Regions from separate parts of the Salvelinus alpinus genome. Here region 1 is linked to region 2. The links are chromatin contacts, called in public Hi-C maps. All regions are on one chromosome and are shown on one strand. Each heading gives the region's core, a stretch centred on a gene start, on an enhancer-like site or on the middle of the called end of the contact. The rest is flanking DNA. Distances are from core to core; before and after follow the strand shown. Region 1 holds the start of wdr3 (WD repeat domain 3). Region 2 holds the start of LOC139538767 (mannosyl-oligosaccharide 1,2-alpha-mannosidase IB-like).

What was found. A called contact is a pair of places that touch in the nucleus more often than the background predicts.
Region 1: a contact with region 2 is called in a Hi-C map of red muscle, with 9 times the contacts expected there. The contact joins the promoter of wdr3 here to the promoter of LOC139538767 in region 2. A contact is called at or near these places in 2 of 3 Hi-C or Micro-C datasets (muscle and red muscle).

What each region holds. Positions count from the first base shown.
Region 1 is chr14:31,326,729-31,330,485 of SLU_Salpinus.1, forward strand. wdr3 (WD repeat domain 3) reads left to right here and starts at 1,927. Exons shown (of 25, transcript XM_071341185.1): 1 at 1,927-2,144; 2 at 2,262-2,339; 3 at 3,131-3,332; 4 at 3,613-3,757. The coding sequence starts at 3,159.
Region 2 is chr14:31,069,614-31,073,298 of SLU_Salpinus.1, forward strand. LOC139538767 (mannosyl-oligosaccharide 1,2-alpha-mannosidase IB-like) reads left to right here and starts at 2,137. Exons shown (of 15, transcript XM_071341178.1): 1 at 2,137-2,715; 2 at 3,042-3,098.

The DNA.
Region 1 (3,757 bases), core at 677-3,176, 260 kb after region 2:
TGAATACTTATTGACTCAAGACATTTCATCTTTTAGTTTTTAATTAATTTGTAAAATTCAAGTGGTGTGAATACTTTCTGAAGGCATTGTATATCTGCCCTCTCACTGGCTAGAATCTCAGAGTTTCTAAACCCAGAGGTGCATCATTGCGAGACTAAAAGCCAATTTATGCTTGATCCGAAATGTGTTTGGAGGCTCCGTGTGGAGGGTGTGAAGCAATTGCGTAGTCTCAGTAGGCACACAGAGGCCAATTTATGCTTGATTTGAAAATATGGAATGGTGGGTGTGACGCAATTGCGGAGCCGCCGGGGGAATGCAGAGGCCAAATTGAGGTCCATACCGCATTTTATAACAATGCGCAGGGCTCCGTATAGCTCTGCATTGACATGATTGGTTGACGGTAGATGGGGTCGGGAGGTCCTGTATGAACACAAACTAACTTCCTTGACAACTTCCTTCACAACAGTGTGATTTGAGGGCCCATGACAAATATTTTCAGCCTCCTGAAGGGGAAGAAGCGTTGTTGTGTCCTCTTCACTAATTTATTGATGTGTGTGGACCATGATACTGTAGATCCTTAGTGATGTGGACACTGAGGAACTTGAAGCTCTCGACCCGTCGATGTGAACTAGAGCCCCGTCGATGTGAATGGGGGCGTGCTCGCCCCTCTGTTTCCTGTAGTCCACATTCAGCTCCTTTGTCTTGCTGACGTTGAGGGAGAGGTTGTTATCCTGGCACCACACTGCCAGATCTCTGACCTCCTCCCTATAGGCTGTCTCATCGTTGTCGGTGATCAGGCCGACCACCGGTGTCGTCGGCAAACTTAATGATGGTGTTGGAATCGTGAGCTGCCACGCAGTGGTGGGTGAACAGGGAGTTCAGGAGGGGACTAAGCATGCACCCCTGAGGGGGCCCCGTGTTAAGAGTCAATGTGGCAGATGTGTTGTTGCCTACCCTCACCACCTGGGGGGCGGCCCGTCAGGAAGTCCAGGATCTAGTTGCAGAGGGAGGGGTTCAGTCCCAGGGTCCTTAGCTTAGTGGTGAGCTTGGAGGACACTATGGTGTTGAACACTGAGCTGTAGTCAATGAACAGCATTCTCACATAGGTGTTCCTCTTGTCCAGGTGGGAAAGGGCAGTGTGGAGTGCAATAGAGATTGTGTCATCTGTGGATCTGTTGGGGCGGGATGCGATGTAGAGTGGGCCCAGGGTGTCTGGGATGATGGTGTTGATGTGAGCCATGACCAACCTTTCAAAGCATTTCATGGCTACAGATGTTGTAGGAAATTAGCTGTAACTGCAATTTTTTTCTCTCCGCCCCATGGCAAAATGTTTAGAATTGTAGAAAACTTGCTATTAACTCTATGGAAGCCCAATAATCCATCCCACCAAAACAGTCTGAAATTTCAAACAGCTCTTACACTAAACGTAATATTCACAATTTCACCGTTTTATTCCAACCTCATAGTGTGGAAATATAAAACACAGGAACATCACGTTTTTGATTACACTGGACTTTAAAACTGCAACATTTTCTCTATTCCACATGGCAAAATGTGTAGAATTGTAGGAAATTTACTTTAAAACTTTTCTCACCACCGTCACGAGCACTGAAATGTTTTACCGCGAGGTGAGAGGACCCCAAACCAAATCTTGCTTCATACTGTACTGTCTTGCTAGAATGGTCCCACCTGATCTCGCCTCCTCCCGCCTGTCTTCCATCTTTGAGGACATGTATTTCCATTGTTAGAGCGGTCACTCGACTATCTTGTCAATATGAAATAAAATCTTTGTTCACGACAAATAACACACCTATCCCTCCGTACAAGACACACACACACAAAATTTTACGGAATAATGGCTAGGGACTCACGATAAATCACAACATTTGTGTAATACGCATAGGCCAACGCCACTCAGAGGAGCGTTTGGAATTGTATGTAAATCCTCGAGAGAGTTTTATATATTGTCGGTAAATTTAGGCATTTAGATATGGTCAAATATATGGCTGAGGAGATATTTTCTGTAAATCAACAACACAATACCCATTATACAGACTAAAGTAATGGATACATATAAAAGTCCATGTGATTGATTGTTAGTTTCATATATTGCAGTTGAACACAACCATAAGTACAATACTCAGGTAACACTTTTTTTTTTTTTTTTTAATATACGCATTGTCGTATCTGCCTTTCTGCAATTTCAGAGACATCAATGTGTGCTATGTGTTTGTGTTCGACCAACTGTGTTTGATTAGTAGGGTCTTCCTCGTGTGCCTAGAAGTCAGAAAACATCACTGGCTGGATGCCTCAATCTAGGAATTAGCAACATTATTCAAGTAAGATTAACAATTGGGAAAAGTATACATCATAAATGTGTAAACGAAACGGTTATCAATCAGTCACAAAATATGTTTTGCTTGTTTTACTGTGTCATTTAGTTGGTTTTCACAATGCTATGGAACACCACGTGGGCCTAACAAAGCTAGCGACATAGCTAACCAGCTATTGCAGCGGGACTTGGCTATGGTCACTGGATCTCACAAAGTCTTCGAACAAATGCAGTTCTCAGAAATGATTTAGCTAGCTATTACAGTAGTACTAGTAACTGTTGTATACATTGTTTTGTATGTTGTAGCTGTAATGTAGCCTGGTCCCAGATCTGTGTGTGCTCTTGCCTAACGTTAACGCTACTCCTTTGCTGTCCTTGGCTATGGTCTCACATGGTCACTGGATCTCACCAAGTCTAACAAATGTAGTTGTCAGAATTGACTTAGCTAGCTAACTATTACAGTACTACTAGTAACTGTTGTATACATTGTTTTGTAGCTATAATGTAGCCTGGTCCCAGATCTCTTTGTGCTCTTGCCTGACGTTACTCCTTGTCAAGCTAAATAGGACAATTCCATAAGGAGTTTTTAGCAAGGGGCAGAAACAGATTGGCATCCTGGCTTGCTATAATGCACATTGTACACTTGTTTCACCGTTTAGCCTACATAATGCTGATGCACTTGCCCTTCTGTAATGCATTGAAGTCAGAAGGGCTAGCTGATGCTCCAGTTGTCATTCCTTGTCTGTTCTCCAATCCATCATCATATGATATTCATCATCACTGTCTCATCCTCCCTAGCCTGTGATATTGCCCTGATCTTGTGACCATGGGGTTGACCAAGCAGTACCTGCGCTATGCTGCCAGCGCCGTGTTCGGAGTAATTGGGAGTCAGAAGGCCAACATCGCCTTTGTCACCATGCGAGGAGGGGAGAGAGGACGCTTTGTGGCTGTGGCTGCCTGCGAGCATGTCTTCATATGGGACGTGCGTAAAGCTGAGAAGGTGAGAGACTTGGGATGATCTATTCATGTAGGGTTGACTCAGTGGATTTGTCAGTAGGCTACTGCTGCTGTCATAGCCGATATCAGGGTCATCATTGCTGACAGTGCTCTTATAATTGGGTCTGAAATGTCTTAACCCATGGCTGTCAATAACTCAAATAAGATGACTTGGCCAGTGATACCAAGTTGTAACTGTATATATCACCAGTATTTCCTCATAGTGAGAGATGACATATTAGGTTAGATGTCTTCCTTTGAAACTGTCCTATCCTCTGTCCCAGGTTCTTATTCTCAAGGGGAACAAGCACGAGGTGACGTACCTCTGCCCCTCCCCCGATGGCGTCCATGTTGCCGTGGGTTACGAGGACGGGGCTGTGCGCATCTTCAGCCTATTGAACGGCGAGAGCAACGTGTCCTTCAACGGGC
Region 2 (3,685 bases), core at 887-3,386:
TTTATTGACTGGATTTAAACCATCGTAATTCGCCATCCCGTTCACACGGCGCTCCAAAGCCAGATGCTGTTTCATTATGTTATGTTTACCTGCTGGAGTATGCCTTTTAATTTGCTGCACCAGGGCTTCATTGTTCTAAACCTTAATCTCCCTCACTGTCTCTTTCTTCCACTTGTCCTTTCTTTGTTTCTTTCTCCCTCGCCACTCTTTTTTCTCTCTCTAGAAGTGTTTGTAATGAGCACTTTGTCTTTGCTGCATTGTTTTGTTGGGCTTGAAGTTCACCATGAGTCCTCTCCAGGCCAATGATCCGTACCCCTCTGACATTGATAACAAGAGGTGCAGCGAAGCAAACGGCCCCCCTCCCTCCGGAACTTGATATGGCTTAAAAAGCGTCAGCCTTTTGTGTCAGCTCAGCATTTTTGTTTTGGAGTCTTTTTAGGCACAGAGCCAGCCACTCAAATGTACAGTTTGCGAGCGTGCGTGACACATGATGCATCTCCAAAGAGGACTCTACAGTGATTACGGCACACTCTGTGCCACAGCACCACACTACTAATTCACTCAGTAAGGGGTGTCACATAAATCCGCCCAGTGGCCCTGTGGTGCGGAGTGGGGCCTGAGCTAATGGCAACTCAAGGACCCACTGACTGACTTGGGCTCTGTCCCCCCACTCAGCAGGACGTGACTGCGTTTCAAGATGGATTTACCTTATAATGTGTCAAAAGATCTTCACTCCAGCCCCCCTCTGACATACTATAAAATGAGCAGACAAGACAACACAACCATTATCACAACTTATACATTATGTTTAAAGTCAAAGACTGAAGCAATATTTTCAGACTTGGTGTAAAAGTGGGCAGAAAACACATTTTGTCTGGGAGTCGGGGTCAAAAGTAGCACTCTGATTATAAACTGACAGACTGAAGATGATTAACTGTGCGCTGTTGCCCAATGGTAGGCAACAAGAGAGTGCATTTGCTAAGTGTATTTTATAGGATCTAGGATCACGTGCCACTAAATGTCTTTCTACACAATTACAATGTTGTTTTCGACACTTAAAAAAACATCCACTTTCCCATAATTCCCTTGCCCTTAACTGAAGGCCTTGCAAATAGTTTCCCTAGGCAGATGGGTTGTCTCCCACAATGTTAACAATGTTGCCCTAGGGCCCTAAGTCTGGAATTTCCGGGACTAGGCCAATGGTTCCCAACCTTTTTAGGTTACTGTACCACCAACTCAATTTCTCTGCCCGGAGTACCCCTGAAGTATTGAAGCTCATTCTTGCCATCATTTTAATTTTAATACTAAGTTAATATCAATTTTTTTTAAGTCAACCTTTCGAGATGGTAGAACATACATATAGGATATGTTTCATAATCTGTAGCATTGTGTGGCAATTTCCATCTATCCACGTTGCAGAGATCAGGAAAGCAGTGCCGCCGGCATTTGCCCCAACACTTTTGATTCAATTTGATAAAAAATATTGACACAAAAGGGTTGAAAACTCATGCACAATTAATCCGATCTTCAGTTTGATCAGCTGAAGGTAGCCTAGAGAAGCCTATGCTCTCTGATACCCTCTGGCCAAGGGAAACGAAGTGGTAACATCATGTATTCATAGCCTAAGCTATATATTTATACCCTAAAATAGGGCTATGTATTTGTGTTAAGAGAAAATGTGAATGTGATCAATTTTGGTTTATATTCAAACTTTGGTTGGCTAAGCTACCTAGACTTTATCAATCCAAAATGATTTACTGGAATGAATCAATCAACAGAAAAGTGATGACATACTGTGTGAGTAACTTTTAAATTACAGATGCAAAGGCCTACATGATGCAACCCTGCATAAAGCAAGCTCAGCCCTGTTAGTTATATTGTCCAATCGCAGTTGTTGTCTAGTTTTTTGTAAAACCATGATCAGCCATTGTGCATTGTAGTCTTTCACATGCAATACAAATATTTTTTTAATACAAGGACTAGCTACAAAGTACAGTCAGTGCTAAATCACACAGACATACACGTTGCAAAACGGACTTGCATATTTAAATAAATACAAATAAAACACGTTGCAAAAATACTTTTGTAATTAATAGACGCTCCCTACATGTACCAGGCTGGGTAGTCGATGTTCGAGATTGTGGGAGGAGCCGTCGTTCGTTGTAGAGTTGCAGCAGTATCAACATCCCTTGACAGAGGCTAGCTATTTAGATAGCTGTAGAGCTATCAAGAATGAAATGAGCAAAGGGAAAGCAAACTACAAAATGAAATCATAGATAGCGAGTTACCCGAATACATTTCGGAACACGGCTATTTGGAAACGGTGGACTAGGATGCATGTCTGTCACCGATTTACTCAAAGGCATTATTGAGGTGATGCAGCAGCGGCGAAATATCGTAACGGACTGCTTCAGGAGGATAGCTAGCCAGCTTGCTAACAGTAGCTAGCTAGCCAGATGCCTTTACAGAAAAAGGCGCAGTCTTTAGCAGGCCAACTATTTTCCTAACCTCAACATATCCGAGAAACGTAGTTAGCTAATATTACAATACAATATTGCGGGTGCACATATATGTGTTTAATCAGCTAGCTAAGTTAATGTTATTGCTTTTCTCCATTAGTAATTTAACTAGCTAGATGGCTAGCCAAGCCAGTCAATTCAGTGGATGAATTTGGTATTCTGTGGAGACGCTGCGCGATATCAGACGCAGGCCCGGGTGAGGAAGCTGATAAAATACAGTATATTGGGAATATTTATACAAATTAGCGAGACAAGACCGATTTTTAACCACATAATTTAACAGGAACATAAGTAGCTAGCTAGTTGTCATTTTAACACTTATTTTGCTACTATTGAAATGGTCCAGGGAGAATGTATGTATCTCTGTATTAGAACCTTGTCGATGATGCGACAATATCTGATTAAAATGTTTCACTATTTGAAAGCCTAATAACTGTCCTGTTAAATGAACTTACAATATGTGTTAGTTAGGCATTAACAAAATATTTCGAGTTGGTTTTGATTCTGTCGTTGTTTATTCAGCTCATAGTGTTCGGATCACAACCGAAGAACATGGATCAGAATGACAGAATTTGCACGGTAAGATTTGTTTCCTCCACAATTATGCTTATTAGATATGTTTAAGTGTGACTTTGCTTACAATTACTATTACACTATTATATTAGGTACTGCAATGGAAATATGTATCGCATTAGATTTCAGGGATATCACTGATAAGTGGAGGTGATGTGCATTGATGGTGTGATAGTATCACGCGCTCACGCAGGTGATTTTGCCATCATCTAGCTACGTATCACTATTTGATGTAACCTTTAGCCTGCCTACCTGAAAGTATCTTTCCCTTTTCAAACCGGGTTGACATAAAGGCCGACTCTCTGCCCACTTTCCTTGGAAACGTTTCCTTGTGCTTTATAATTGCGTTCAATGAATACAGTACATTCTGTATGGGCAGTTAATCCTTATGTACTAACAGATTGTGCTTATTCAAAATACAGTTACTCCCAAAGTTAGATGTGCAGGTTCCTAGGTCTTTTGTAAGGTTAATGATTTGGTGTTACTGACTTAAAAGCCTCATTGTTATATTTTGTGATGCTTATTCAAACTGTAAAGACAGGTATTGTTCAGGCTAATGAACCAAAGAGTGTATGGTATGTACCAATAATATA